Regions from separate parts of the Sus scrofa genome. Here region 2 is linked to region 1. A link is a contact called in public Hi-C data. All regions are on one chromosome and are shown on one strand. Each heading gives the region's core, a stretch centred on a gene start, on an enhancer-like site or on the middle of the called end of the contact. The rest is flanking DNA. Distances are from core to core; before and after follow the strand shown. Region 1 overlaps PRICKLE1 (prickle-like protein 1). Region 2 has its middle 180 kb from the start of ADAMTS20.

Region 1 (6,769 bases), core at 3,718-6,217:
CTGCCTCAATGTGTTTTTTTAAAGTTACAGAAGAGCATGCATGCACTGTGAAGAGGGCAGTCACATAGCCTCTTTGTTACGAATATTTAATCTTACTTCCATTAATATGGCTATGCCGTTACATATCATTGACCACTTTGTGGTAGAGAGAAGAGAGGCCTATGTGATCAGTTTCTTTCCTCACACTTAGTTTCTCTGGCTTTATTCAGATACAGGAGGAAACTCCCCTGTAGCTGCCAATCCCCACTCCCCACCAACCAAGAAAAAAAAAGAAAAGAAAAAACACATCAAAAAAAAAAAAAAAAAAAAAAACCTGTTTTGGGAGTTCCCGCTGTGGCTCAGTGGTAACAAACCCAACTAGTACTCATGAGGACGCAGGTTCAATCCCTGGCCTCGATCAGTGGGTTAAGGATCCAGTGTTGTCATGAGCTGTTGTGTAGGTTGTAGACAGGGCTCAGATCCCACGTTGCTGTGGCTGTGGCTGTGGCGTAGGCCAGCAGCTGTAGCTCCCATTCAACCCCTAGCCTGGGAACTTCCATATGCTGCAGGTATGGCCCTAAAAAAGCCAAAACAAAAAGCAAAAAACACAAATCAGAATATTGATTTCTGCTTTTCTCTTCTATGTAACAGTTAAATGGTCCACAAATGCCCACCCTGTGAAACGAGGGTGGGTGGTCATTTGCTAACTCTAGAGTCCCAGGCTAAGAATAAGAACATAAGTATAAAACTCCAACTTGTTTATGCATATTATTATATGTATTCTTAGACTGGGGAGGGGGCGTTCCAGTTAGAAGCTCCCTAAATTTTGGCAGTCATTCATTCTGCAGGTACTTATTAAGCACCTACTATGTGCATGACTCTAAGATTGGGGATAAGGTAATAGACAAAACGGCCTTGAGATTTCTACATGGAATAAGTAGCTACAATAGGCAAATACCTGCCCAGTAGTGGCAAGTGCTATGGAGAAAAGCGAGGCAGGGAAGGGGGTTTCTGGAGTGCTGGGTGGTGGCTGGGGAAGGCGAAGGTGCTGCTCTTTTACGGAAGGTGATCAAGGAGGACTTCCTGCTATCAGGTGACTTTTGAGCTGAGACCTGAAAGGCTGGAGAAAGGCATGAGCCGACCTGGAAAAACTGACACGTGTCTTTTTCTATTAGCCTGAAGTCCAGAACCACCAAGGAGATGAGCTATGAAAGTTCAGGGAAGTGGCACCTGCAAACTGTAAGGCTTACACCAGACTTCAGTTTCTCACCAATGATCCCGAAACCCTGCTTGGTGACTACTTAATTTTTCCTGACGGACATGCCTCACAGCCGTCTCTCTTCATGTCATGACTAAGAGAGAGTTTTCCAGTTACATTGTGCAAACAACGCAAGCAGGTAATTCAGGTGCCAGTGTCCATTCCGAGGCCCTGTTCGCTGAATGGGCAATGGGCAATGGGCATACAGTAGGAAAAAAGGCTGACACGGGCTGATTTTGCTACTGTCCGTGCCTAAACAGTGAAAAAGTTCAAGGGAAACTGGACAGTTATCCAGGTTTTAGAACGGTGAGTTTTTAAAGCTCTTCTGAAAGAAAACACCACACTTCCTCGCCTCAGCCTGGCAACATACGACAACAAAAATCAAGGAACCCAGCTACGTATCAAATTTCTCCTTTCTGTCCCTACTATGTGGACACAGCCAGCAGAAAAACGGACTGCGTTAAGTTCTTTTTATTTAGTCTATGTTCTACAGTAATGACAGGAAAGACAAGGAAGAAAGCACAGAAACAAGATGGGCAGCGAGCTCTTTTAATCAATTTCCACAAAATGATGCACCCAAGAAATTTCCTGCACTTGCCAAGAAAACTTTCAGATGCACCATAGCTATGATGAGAAAAACTGAGTATGTGCTTCTCCTATTTGACTGAGATATTCTGATTTATCTTACCTAGAAGATAAATACCTACACACGTACATATACACACACGCTGTGGATATAGACCGTTTTAAAGCACTTTATATGTTATGAAATACATGATGTGCAATCTTGTCTGTCAAAGGATCCAACATAATTGCTAGCTATAAAAAATAATTATAATTAGCTAGTTTAAAGATTACTTCATGAATCTAAAAAAAAATGCAAACTGGCATTTCTTTTGTTGAAAATGAACAAAGAGCTTAATTACACACAAGCACACTTTATTAAGAAATTTGTATTAATAAAGATCTCTTTAAATTGTTTGACCTTTGTAATTTAAAATATTTTGAAATAAGACTTAAAATTGTAATGACACTGTAAATTTGTCAGATAAGCTCTGAAACCTGTATAGTGATTTGGTTGGGTTATACTTCTTAAAGTGACACACAAAGGTGATAGCAGAAGACCGGTCAATCATTTATTCCACAAATGCAGGAGCCCAAGAGATAAGGAAACGTCTGACAAACTATAGTTTTCATAGGATAAACTATGTTAGTTTTTCATACTATATTAGTTATATTTTCAAGTAATAAGCTTGGTATCTTTTTTTTTTTTTTTTTTGGTCAACCTCCAGATACTTTTTCAGGTGAAGTACTTTCACATTGAAAGCAACGAGACCAACTGGTAACTTGCAAAAAAATACAATCAATACATGATAGAGGGAGTTCCCGTCGTGGCGCAGTGGTTAACAAATCCGACTAGGAACCATGAGGTTGCCGGTTCGGTCCCTGCCCTTGCTCAGTGGGTTAACGATCCGGCGTTGCCATGACCTGTGGTGTAGGTTGCAGACGCGGCTCGGATCCCGTGTTGCTGTGGCTCTGGCGTAGGCCGGTGGCTACAGCTCCGATTCAACCCCTAGCCTGGGAACCTCCATATGCTGCAAGAGTAGCCCAAGAAATAGCAAAAAGACAAAAAAAAAAAACAAAAACAAAAACAAAACATGATAGAGTACCTCGAAGATCTGGAAACATAAGAGATAGAATGAATTTATTATGCTGCTTTTCAGATGAACAATTATACCTATTCTTTGAAATCTGGAGGTACTTTACCTGAAAGGTGTCTGGAAGTTGACAAAACATATTGAGCATACTGTTTTATTTTACTTTTAAAAATTTTTTTTTGCTATTTAGAGCTATGGAGCAGATGGGAGGTTCCCAGACTAGGGGTCGAATCGGAGTTGCAGCTGTGGCTACACCACAGCCACAGCAACACCAGATCCAAGCCGAGTCTGCGACCTACACCACAGCTCATAGCAACGCCGGATCCTCAACCCACCGAACCAGGTCAGGGGTCGAACTTGCAACCTCATGATTCCTAGTTGGATTCGTTTCTGCTGCGCTGCCATGGGAGCTCCTATTTTACTTTATTTTTAATTTATCTTTTATTGAGGTAACATTGGCTTGCAACATTATATAAGTTTCATGCAGACAACATTATATTGATGCTCCTTACACTACGGAAGGCTAACAATAGTATTTTAAAATCACTAACATCACATTTTCAAAGTTTCCTGACTCTGGGGGGCTCTCTGAAGTTGCCATGCGCACTGTGAGTCCGGCACTGTGTTAGGCGTTGGGTGTGCAACGGGGAACTAACATGGTTCCTGGCTCACATCTATCACCGTCCACTCACAGGAGGAGAACACACAATTTCCTGGACCTGGGTTAAAATGACGTCTATTTCTTGATGGCAACATTCGCTATGAAGAATCAATGAATGAATGAACAAAAGAGAAAGGAAGGAAGGAAAAATGTTCAGCCTAGTAGGATTAGAAACATAAAATTTTAGAACTGGAAGGAAATCTCAGAGATCATCTAATTTAGTGGCTCTTAACCACAGCTGTGCATCAAATTACTTGAGGAGCGTTTCCAAGTTAAATGTGCAAGACTCCACCCCAAGCCTCCTGCCTTAAAAATCTCTGTGTATTTTCATTTTGAAAAAGCTCCATAGGTGTTTATGGCTCAAACCTTTGGTTAATATGCACTGATCTGGCTCAGTTCCCTCACTTTATATATGAGGGAACCAAGGCCCAGAGAGGCTGAGTGGCTGACCCAAAATCGCACAGTTATTGGACTGTGTTCCAAATTTTCTGATTTACAGAAAAATGATGGTAGAAAAACTATCCAGTTCTGCACTCTTCTGCCACATCACTACTGATGATTCTTGAATCTCTACTCAAGAAACAGGATAAGTGCTTTGGTCAGGACAACTCCTCAACCAAAAGTTACGGAACCAAAGTAAAAAAGCCAGTGTGTACGGGCAACACAAACAACAAACAAAGAGCCATCACGTACCATAGTAACCCGGTTCCTTCCTGCTTCAACAGCCAAGTCAAGCTGCTCCCATTCAAACATCCTTATGCCTATCAGTTTCTCATTTTGGCACTGCCATGAATAATCATTTTGGGGTTTTGTGGATTAGAAGAAGAGGATGATTTTTCTGGTTTATTCCTCAAATTCAGAAGGTTAAAAATATGTTTCCAATACCTCAATATGAAGAAAGCCTGGTCTGCTTTTAACACGTTTGGCAGGACTTGAGGACATGTTTTTGGCTATTAGCCTGACAAGCTGTTTAAGCTTATAGAAGACCCACAAAGGGAACTTATATGATTAAGTCAGTTAAACACAAACATCTTCTCTGTGTATTTTATTCCCTCCCTTCACATTCACAAAAACATTAAAGGCTAAAGCATTTCAGAACTAACTGGGTGAGGGGGGCAAGTTATTTATCACTTCAGCTCCTTTCTCAAGGCTTGTGTAAATAAGAACCATGGCAACTCAAAAGAAATTATTCATGTGATCCTTGCAATGAACAAAGCTAAGCATCAGAAAGGAGTTCGAAATTCCTATGAAGCATATGTAGTTTCTTACAAGAAACATCTGTGATTCTCTAATGCACTTCAGCCTTAACTTTATCTCTTTCTAAAAATTATGTAACATGCATATACTTCAAGCACCGAACATACTTACTAATTACATAGTCACAGAAGAATTTCAAATGCCTGTCTCCTTTGGACACACATTATAACAAAGTATTGCAACACAAGAGCACTAAGCAGGAGTTCCCGTTGTGGCGCAGTGGTTAACCAATCCGACTAGGAACCATGAGGTTGCGGGTTCGGTCCCTGCCCTTGCTCAGTGGGTTGACAATCTGGCATTGCCGTGAGCTGTGGTGTAGGTTGCAGACGCGGCCGGTGGCTACAGCTCCGAATGGACCCCTAGCCTGGGAACCTCCATATGCTGGGGGAGTGGCCCAAGAAATGGCAAAAAGACAAAAAATTAAAAAAAAACAAGAGCACTAAGCAGTCTTCTTACATAAGATCTAACAGTTCCTTAAATTGTTCGGCAGCGCTGTTTTAGAGCAAAGCAAAATGCCACGCTATCTGGCTCTTTTTCAGGTCCTAATGAAGGAACTTAGAGTCTTCAAGCATGTAAATAACATAGTTAGAAACATCCATTACAGTTAACAAGTTATGAATGTCTTCAGAAGAATGCCATATTATTGGCATTCTATCACAAAGATTGGCTTTCTATCACAAAGATGAAAGAACGAAAAAAAGAAGTACAAATGCCTTTGCTGCAACTCTGACATGGTTTAAATCCGTTTGCTATTATTAGGCTGAAGGAGTACGCGAGGGGTGAGTGTGTGTGTGTGGATCCGGAAGACAGTATTTCAATCGGGGCAGAGGACCTGGCCAACACAGAAGCAGGTTTTAATAGAATTTCTACTTGAACCATGGTGACCATAGTGGGTTGTGTCACTACCACAATGGGCAGGCCGGGGTGCTCGCCTGGTAAGGCAAGATAAACCTCATTTTATGTCGAAATGAGCAAACTTCCTCTAAGAAGGTTTGCTTGATTGAAAGTTTCCAGGGAGAAAGGGCAAATCCGAGGGATGGCTGGTGGGCAGTTCTTAAGGTCTGCTGCTTTCCTAAGGCTAACCTTCCCCTTCTAGCTTGGCTCAAAGGCCAACATTCATTGGTGGTAGTCTTTTGCATTGAGGCAGTAACCGAACCTCCAGATCTCAAAGATCCCTGGCAGCCCGGGTTAATTTCAGCTGTCTCTACTGGGGCTACATGAAACATGGCATTTACAAATTTGGATTATATAGTGCTATTTATTACCTGATGGAAGACTTCCACAAATGCCAGAAGAGACGTTGGCGTTTATGCAAGTCGACTACTGTGTGACCCAAAGAAGCACTAGATTCTATAGGCTGTGTTTGCCAGGATTGAAAGGGCCTATGTGAAAACGCCTTAATTAGGACCATCTTAGCACCTCAGCTACTGGATACCCTCTAGCTCTAGGTGTTATATTTCAAATGGGCCAACAAATCATCCTGGAAACAGAACCTCCTCCCACCCCGACCTCAGTCCTGTAACTAATCCCTGTAACTCGGAGTCCTGAGAGTGTATATTTTATTTTCAGATTTAATAAGTATATCTGGTAGCTATTAAAAGATTTAAGCCACTACCGTTTTTCAAAGGTTTCAGTGTTGAGAGATTTCAAGCCCACAGAGGGGGCAATCTGGAGGGCTTGGCTACTGTAGAATGGTGAAATTATTTCACTGGCTCCCTGCAACTGCACCCCACCCCAAACTCTTCTGCTTTAAGGATATTTGTACTGAATTTTCTCTATGCTTTTAATGTGTCTTTAACACATGTTCACAGGCAGACAAAAAGAAAAATAGAAGATGTGAAGGAAAGACACCATATCAAATCTTCGGTGACCAAAAAAGATAATTATAAGGACAGATCCCTAAAGAAGGAGGGGAAAAGATTCGGAAACATTGGCTACTTAAAATAGCCTATCAGA
Region 2 (7,647 bases), core at 3,756-6,255, 680 kb after region 1:
AAGATTCAAATGTTTTAAATGTTTAAAAGTTTACAATTGAAAATCTTATAATCGTATCTAATGGGGCAGGATAGTAGCATTACGGAAGATGGCAACTTGATTCTTGCTTTCTGCCAGCTGCAAAGGGAGGGTTTTGTTGTCTCAAACATGTTTAGAACTGGTAATTTTCACACCGACAGCCTAATGGATGAGACTACAAAACAGATGAAGAGACTCTCTTTCTTCCTCAGGTATGTGGAGAAATATACATAAACATTTGAAACTGGCTGCAAACATGTTGCCTATATGGTTTGAATAAAAAGAAAATCACCATGAACTATATAGTATGTCTATGTGAGCATCTTTCCAAGTGACATTTTGTAGGTTATGAAATATTCACCTATAATTATTTCTCTTTCCTATAGAAAAAATCTATATAAAAATTGCTTCCAAATTTCTGCTAAATAACAAACGAAGGTAATTCCAAGTTTTAGCTCCTCACCTTTTGCCATATGATCAATATGATCCTGAGAATTAAGCACAATTTAAATAATAAACCATCAGCTTTGATTCTATACAAGTATTATCAATTCACTCATAGCTTAGGATTCGTTCTCCAATTTTTGAAATGCTAACATTTTAAAGCAATTACATAAAGGTTTGACTATTTTTTTGGGAAACCTCATTTAAAATACTTTTTATATAGCAGAAGCATCTTATAAAAATGATTGTTTATTTTATTCATTCATTAAAATAATACTAGTGGCCACATTCATAAAAAAAAAAAAAAAAAAAAAAAAAAAAAAAAAAAAAAAAAAAACCTGCACTGTGATTGGTATACAAAGGAATCCTTCAAAGAACGTTCAGTTTAGGAATGGGAAATAGAATCCACTGAAGAGACTGCCATAGAAATCAATATTTAAGGACCTCATTCTAAGAGCAGTGGGAGAAAAGCAAGATATTTTTGAAAAAGCAACTTATTCTGAAGAGAGAACTTTCAGATTTGAAGATCTTGTATTTGATATGGTAAGGATACAATAGGTTTAACAGAGGGTAATCTAGAGAGAAGAATTAAATACAATAGGCACAGGCACAAGAACACAAGAGCAGAGGCTCAAGAGTAGGAAAATAAAGAGGAAGATTAATAGCAATTGGTCTAACTAAACAATTCAGGTAGTAAAGAAATGAGAGATAAATATTAGATAGGATGGTTGGAGCTAGATTTTGAAGGTCTGAGAAGGCTAAAATAAAGAATTTAGACTTTTATTCCCCAGCCTCTGAAATCCTGGCTTAACTTTGTTCTAAGCAGTGGTTCTCAAAATGTGGTCTAGAAAACCCCAAGGGGTCTCCATGAGTTTTGCAGAGTCCATCAGGTCAAAACTATCTCCGTAATAATACTAAGATATTAATAACCATTGTTACTCTCATTGTCTCACAAGTCTACTATGGAGTTCCCCATGATGTGTGACATCACAGAAGATTGAATCCACAAGCAGGTATAATAATTTAAGTGTCCTCTCTTAGGCCAGATATTAAGGAGATTTATAAAACATAAACACATGGCATTTTTTTTTTCTTTTTAGTGTTGCATCTGGGGCATATGGAAGTTCCCGGGCTAGGGGTCAAATCAGAGCTACAGCTGCTGACCTATGCCACAGCCACAGCAACTGTGTCTGAGACCTACACCACAGCTCACCAGAATGCCAAATCCTTAACCTGCTTAGTGAGGCTAGGAATCGAACCCACAACCTCATGGATACTAGTCGGGTTCTTAACCTGCTGAGCCACAGTGGGAACTCCATACATGGCATTTTTATCAATAACTGTATTTTGTTTTGGAGAACATAATGTTTTAATAAAAATTCGTAATTTACATTAACAAGCAATGGTTTGTTATTTTATAATAATTAGCAAATATTTTTTAAATTTCCCAGTTTTATTTCTGATATACATGTATATATCAATCTTAGTAGATATAACTCACCTGAAAAAAAGCACTTTGGAGTCTTCATCAATTTTTAAGAGTTTAAAAAGATCCTGAAACCAAAAGGTTTGATAACCATTGATCTAACAGTAACTTTCTCTTGATACCGACTCCATCATGGATGTCCTCTAAAAGACACATCCAGCCTTTTTGTAAATGTGGGGAAATCTGATTCAGTTACCAAAATAAAAGGACGTCATTTTTAAAAACTACTTTAAGAGTTCCCTGGTGGCTTAGCAGGTTAAAGATCTGGAGTTTTCATTGCTGTGGCTTGGGTTGCTGCTGTGGCAGTGGTCCAGTCCCTGGCCCTGGAACTTATTCATGCCATGGGTTCAACCAAAAAAAAAAAAAAAACATAATGCCATTTGCAGCAGTATGGACAGACCTAGAGATTGTCATACTTCACTTACAGAGATTATCACACTAAGTGAAATAAATCAGACAGAGAAAGACAAATATCACATGAGATCACGAATATGTGGAATCAAATAAAAAATGATGCAAAAGAATTTATTCACAAAACAGAAGCCAACTCATAAATTTTGAAATCAAACTTACAGTTATCAAAGGGTTTCATTGTAGGGAGGGATAGATTGGGAGGATGGGATTGGCATATAAACACTATACAAAATTGGTCAGTAACCAGGACCTACGATATAGCTCAGGGAAATCTATTTAATACGCTGTGAAAGCCTATATGGGGAAAGAATCTAGAAAAGAATAGACATGTATGTATATGCATGGGTGATTCACTTTGCTGTACACCTGAAATTAACACACCATTGTAGGTCACCTATGCTTCCATAAAGTTTATTTTAAATAAATTAAATTAAATTATTTAAATAATTACCTTATATATCCAAAAACATCATTTCAACATGTAATCAGAGTACAATGTATAAGATTTAACAAATTTAAAACAATTTCACATGATATTCCACCACCAATTCTTTTTGAGACTTCCTTCCAGCCATTTTATCAGAGGTGCCAAACCCAAGTTCAGGTCGGTGGGCTTGGGCCAGTGTTTCCCAAGGCCTCCCTGCTTCTTATCACCTGGACAGCAGACTTTGAAGGAAGACTCTTGGGTCTCACCCAGAACTTCCAATTATCTCACGTGGGAGAGCCCATCTTCCTTCTCTCAAGAATGCCACATTGCAGTTCCCGTCGTGGCGCAGCAGAAACCAATCCAACTAGGAACCATGAGGTTGCAGGTTCAATCCCTGGCCTCACTTAGTGGGTTAAGGATCTGGCGTTGCCGTGAGCTGTAGTGTAGGTCGCAGACGCAGCTCAGATCCTGAGTTACTGTGGTTGTGGTGTAGGCTGCCAGTTGTAGCTCCGATTGGACCCCCTAGCCTAGGAACCTCCATATGCTGTGGGCATAGCTCTAAAAAAAAGAAGAAGAAGAAAAAGAATGCCACATTGTTCTTATGCCCACTGCTATTTGTAATTCTTGTTTTTGGATACTTGCGGTGTACTTAAGAGTTTACAAAGAGGCATCAAAAACTGCTGGTTCAAACTCACATGAAGTCAGACATTTCACTCAATGGGAATTTCAGTGGTCACATACATTGCTTTTTCCACTAGAAGGGATCTTGTTGTCAGGCAAAAACTTGAGACTCCTGATGTTTATAGGATTGTCTAGAGAAAAAGAATTACCCATGGGTATTGAGTGAGACCTTAGTTCATTAGACACAACTTTGCCCCCATAGAAGAAGAAACTGTGGATTAAACCTGAGCTTCTGAGACTTTAAGGTATAAGAGAATCACCAGAGATTGCAAAGCCTAAAATATTTACCATCTGATTGTTGATAGAAAAAAACTTGCTGTCTCCTGCTCTAAATCAGTTTTTTTTTTAATAAATTTTAATCTTTCAAGGGATCTTGTTAAAATGCAGATTTGGATTCAGTGGATCTGGAGTCAAGACTCTTGTTTCTAATTAGATCCCAGGAGATCCTGCTGGCCCCCTGGCCACCTGAGTGCATGTTTGAAATACAGAACCTCAGGTCCCACTGAACTGGAAGCTGCATGTCTCCAGGATCCATGGATTAGCCTCATGAACATTAATGAATCCACCAGAAACACTGATTTCAAATATATATATATATATATATATATATATATATATATATAAAACCTTTGACTTCAGACAAAACTGAATCAGAATCCCACTTTCTTATTAGGCACGAGGGTGTCTGCATGCAACTCAAGCTCTCCAAGCCCCCTTTTTTTCCATCTCTAAAGTGGGTACAAAAATATTTGTTCACCCACCTCATCAACTTATGAAAATCAAACATGACAGTGGAAACAATTTATCAATAATGCTAATACATATTGAAGGTTTACTATATGCCAACCATTATGGTGAAAGGTTCAGAGAGGTAAAATAACCTGGAATTCACATTGCAAACTTGAGAAGAGTGGAACTGGTACTCAGTCTTAGCCACACATTTTATAACCATCTAATTGCGCCGCAGTGAGGTGTTTCAGCCCTATTCAAATGGTTCTGTTGGTCGATTTCTATTATTTTTTTGCAATCATATTCCAAAATACATTTTCATACATAAATGAAAGAAATCTACAACCTGGGCCCATGGGGAAAATGCTGAAACCATACGCTTGACCTTGCCAAAAAAGTCCAAAAGGAATGAAGTAAATCAAAATTGTCTTCATCCATATCCTATGTTAGAGCAACTTGGTTTAATTAAGATCAAGCTTCTAGAAATCCAGGAGTGGTCAACTCTTATGATGACTAAATCATATATTGAAGGAGATAGCAGTATTCAAGTACCTCAATTTTATGGTTTCCTGGTCTTTGAAATCACCTTTGAGTATTACTCTCAGGACTGTTTTGGCAGCACAGCCTCCATCTGCTTATAATTTCCCTTGCATTTTCATGTGTGTTTTGTTTTGTTTGTTTGTTCCAGTCCTTGCTGTTTTGCCCAGCAGGAAGTCAAATTGGGTGAATCCTTTCACCAGGCAGTTTCCATCTCTGCAACTCACTTTCATTTTCCCTTCCTGCCCTTAGTAGAGGGTCACCGCCCTGGGAAGCTGTCTTTGGAAGAGCTCTTTATAAAAGAAGCAACAGCATCCTCTACTGACCATGGCGCACAATGTCAAAAGAGCATCAATTCCCGTTAGTTTTTGACTGTGGTTTGGATCATCCTTCTTCAATGCACTGATCAATGCTTTTTATTTCTTTATTTTAGGCTGTTTTGGAATGAAAGTGAAACCTTGCTGTTTAATTATTTAAAACACTTTATCGAAGTGCATTACTGACATAAAGAACTGTACATATTTAATGTATACAACTTGATGATATTGGTGATAAGAATGCATTGCTGAAACCACAAACCGTGCCATAAACATCAGATTCAAAAGTTCTCTTCTGCTCTCTTCATTATTATTATTATTAGTGATAAAATGCTTAACATAAGATCTGCCCTCTTGAACACTGTTAGTAGGAATGTGAATTGGTGTAGCCACTGAGGAAAACAGCATGGAAGTTTCTCAAAAAACTGAAAATAAAATTACCACATGACACAGCACTTTCACTCCTGGGTACATACTCAAAAAGAACAAAAACACTATTTCAAAGAGACACCTGTACCTCAGTGTTGATAGCGGTATTATTTACAATTGTCAACAAGATATGGAAGCAAGCTAAATGTCCATCAGCAGATGAAGGGATAAAGAAGATTGGTATATGTATAAAATGGGATATTACACAGCCATAAAAAAACCCCAAAATTTTGCCATTTGCAGCAACATGGATGGAATTGGAGGGCATTGTGCCAAGTGAAATAAGTCAAACAGAAAAACAAAAACTATATGATATCAGTTACATGTGAAATCTAAAAAATGTAACGTACTAGTGAATATAGCAAAAAAGAAGCAGAGTCAGAGATGGAGAAACTAGTGCTTACCAACAGGGAGAGAGGAGGGCCATATAGAAGTGGAAGAGTGGGAGGTACAAACTATTGGTATGAGGCAGGCTCAAGGATGTGTTGCACAAAATGAGGAACATAGCTGATATTTTTTTTTTTTTGTCTTGCCATTTCTTGGGCCGCTCCCGCGGCATATGGGATGTTCCTAGGCTAGGGGTCTAATCGGAGCTGTAGCCACCAGCCTATGCCAGAGCCACAGCAACGTGGGATCCGAGCCGTGTCTGTGACCTACACCACAGCTCACGGCAACGCCAGATCGTTAACCCACTGAGCAAGGCCAGGGACCGAACCCGCAACCTCATGGTTCCTAGTCGGATTCGTTAACCACTGCGCCACGACGGGAACTCCCCTGATATTTTTTAATAACTGTAAAAGGATAGTAAATTTTAAAAATTGTATAATTTTTTTAATTTTTAAAGAAAAAAGGCCTCTCCACTATCCCTGAGATCCTAGGATTTCAAAGAAGTACACACCCCATCTCTCTACAACACACGCTTGTATTCTTTAAGACTGGTTCACAAAAGTATTATTCATGATCTCATAGGTCATGATAAAAACAGTAGTATCAGCTAACATTTAAGAAACTTCTTGGAGAGAGGATTCTAGGAAAATAGCAGAGCAGGAATCTGCTTCCCTACCTAGAAAATGATGGTACTGGTGGAATCTGTCTGGTATAACCATTTTGGACCTCTGGAAAATATTGAAGCCTTGCAACTTCCAGGGGAAAGCTTAGACAGTAAATTGTGATTCATTTTAGTCAATTTCAGCCTTTGGCTCAACAACAGCTAACCATACCCATTTCCCAGCCCCAAGGCAGACAGCCATGGATATCTTCTTTGAGAAGCTTGCATGTAGCTCAAAGGATCAAGGGTGGGCCATAAGGACTTATCCTGCAAATATCTGGGATCGATGTTCTGTTCATTATGAGCTGCTCTGATCATGAAGGTACAGACATGGAGAATGGCAATAATTTTTGAACACTTACACCCTCACAGTTGCAAGCCCCTGACCTTCAGGCTGAAGAAGCTTCCAGAAGACTTAAAGGGTCAGATCTTTTTTATCGCCTTTATTTTTATCTTTTTCCTCTTTTGGGAGCCAGACATTAAAGACAAAGACATTCAAAAGCAATTGCTTTTGAATTTAAAAAATCACTACAGCCGAAGGCACACCATCAAATTGACCAACATATGGACTGTAGGGGTCCAAGGAGGAGAAGAGAGAAGGGGATAGAGAAATTATATAAAGAAATAATGGTCAGAAACTTCCAAATCTGATGAAAAACATGAACAAAAACGTACAAGAAGCTCAATGGATTGCAAGTAAGATGAGTTAAAAGAGACCCACACTGATGTGCATTTTAATCAAACTGTCCAATGCCAAAAACAGAGAGAATATTGAAAGCACTCAGAGTGAGTCAATTCATCACATTCAAGTGATACTTGATAAGATTTTAAGCAAATTTCTAATCAGAAATTTGGGAATTCAGAAGGCTCTGGGCTAATATATTCAAAGTGCAAAGAGAAAAAAAGCTGTCATCCAAGAATTGTACAAATGGCAAAACTGTCCTTCTAAAGTGAGGCAAATTAAGACATTTTCAGATAAACACAAGCTAAGGGAGTTTGTTACCACTAGATCTGCCCTGCGAAAAACTGCCAAAAGTAGTCCTAAAGGTTGAAATGAAAGAACACTAGCTAGTAACTTAGCCGTAAGAAGAAATAAAGATGTTAAAAGGTAAATAAA

What was found. A called contact is a pair of places that touch in the nucleus more often than the background predicts.
Region 2: a contact with region 1 is called in a Hi-C map of embryonic fibroblasts, with 3 times the contacts expected there. The contact joins two enhancer-like sites. A contact is called at or near these places in 3 of 47 Hi-C or Micro-C datasets (embryonic fibroblasts and fetal heart ventricle).

What each region holds. Positions count from the first base shown.
Region 1 is chr5:73,814,679-73,821,447 of Sscrofa11.1, forward strand. All of the region lies in intron 1 of PRICKLE1 (prickle-like protein 1), which reads right to left. Among named protein-coding and RNA genes, the nearest start is that of PRICKLE1, 8.5 kb to the right of the region's middle. Within about 2 kb of position 4,968, at least 4 of the 83 cell types and tissues checked have an H3K27ac peak or open chromatin away from gene starts, as enhancers often do. A contact at or near this core is called in embryonic fibroblasts, where this site is marked.
Region 2 is chr5:74,489,841-74,497,487 of Sscrofa11.1, forward strand. No RefSeq gene overlaps it. Among named protein-coding and RNA genes, the nearest start is that of ADAMTS20, 180 kb to the right of the region's middle. Within about 2 kb of position 5,006, at least 4 of the 83 cell types and tissues checked have an H3K27ac peak or open chromatin away from gene starts, as enhancers often do. A contact at or near this core is called in embryonic fibroblasts, where this site is marked.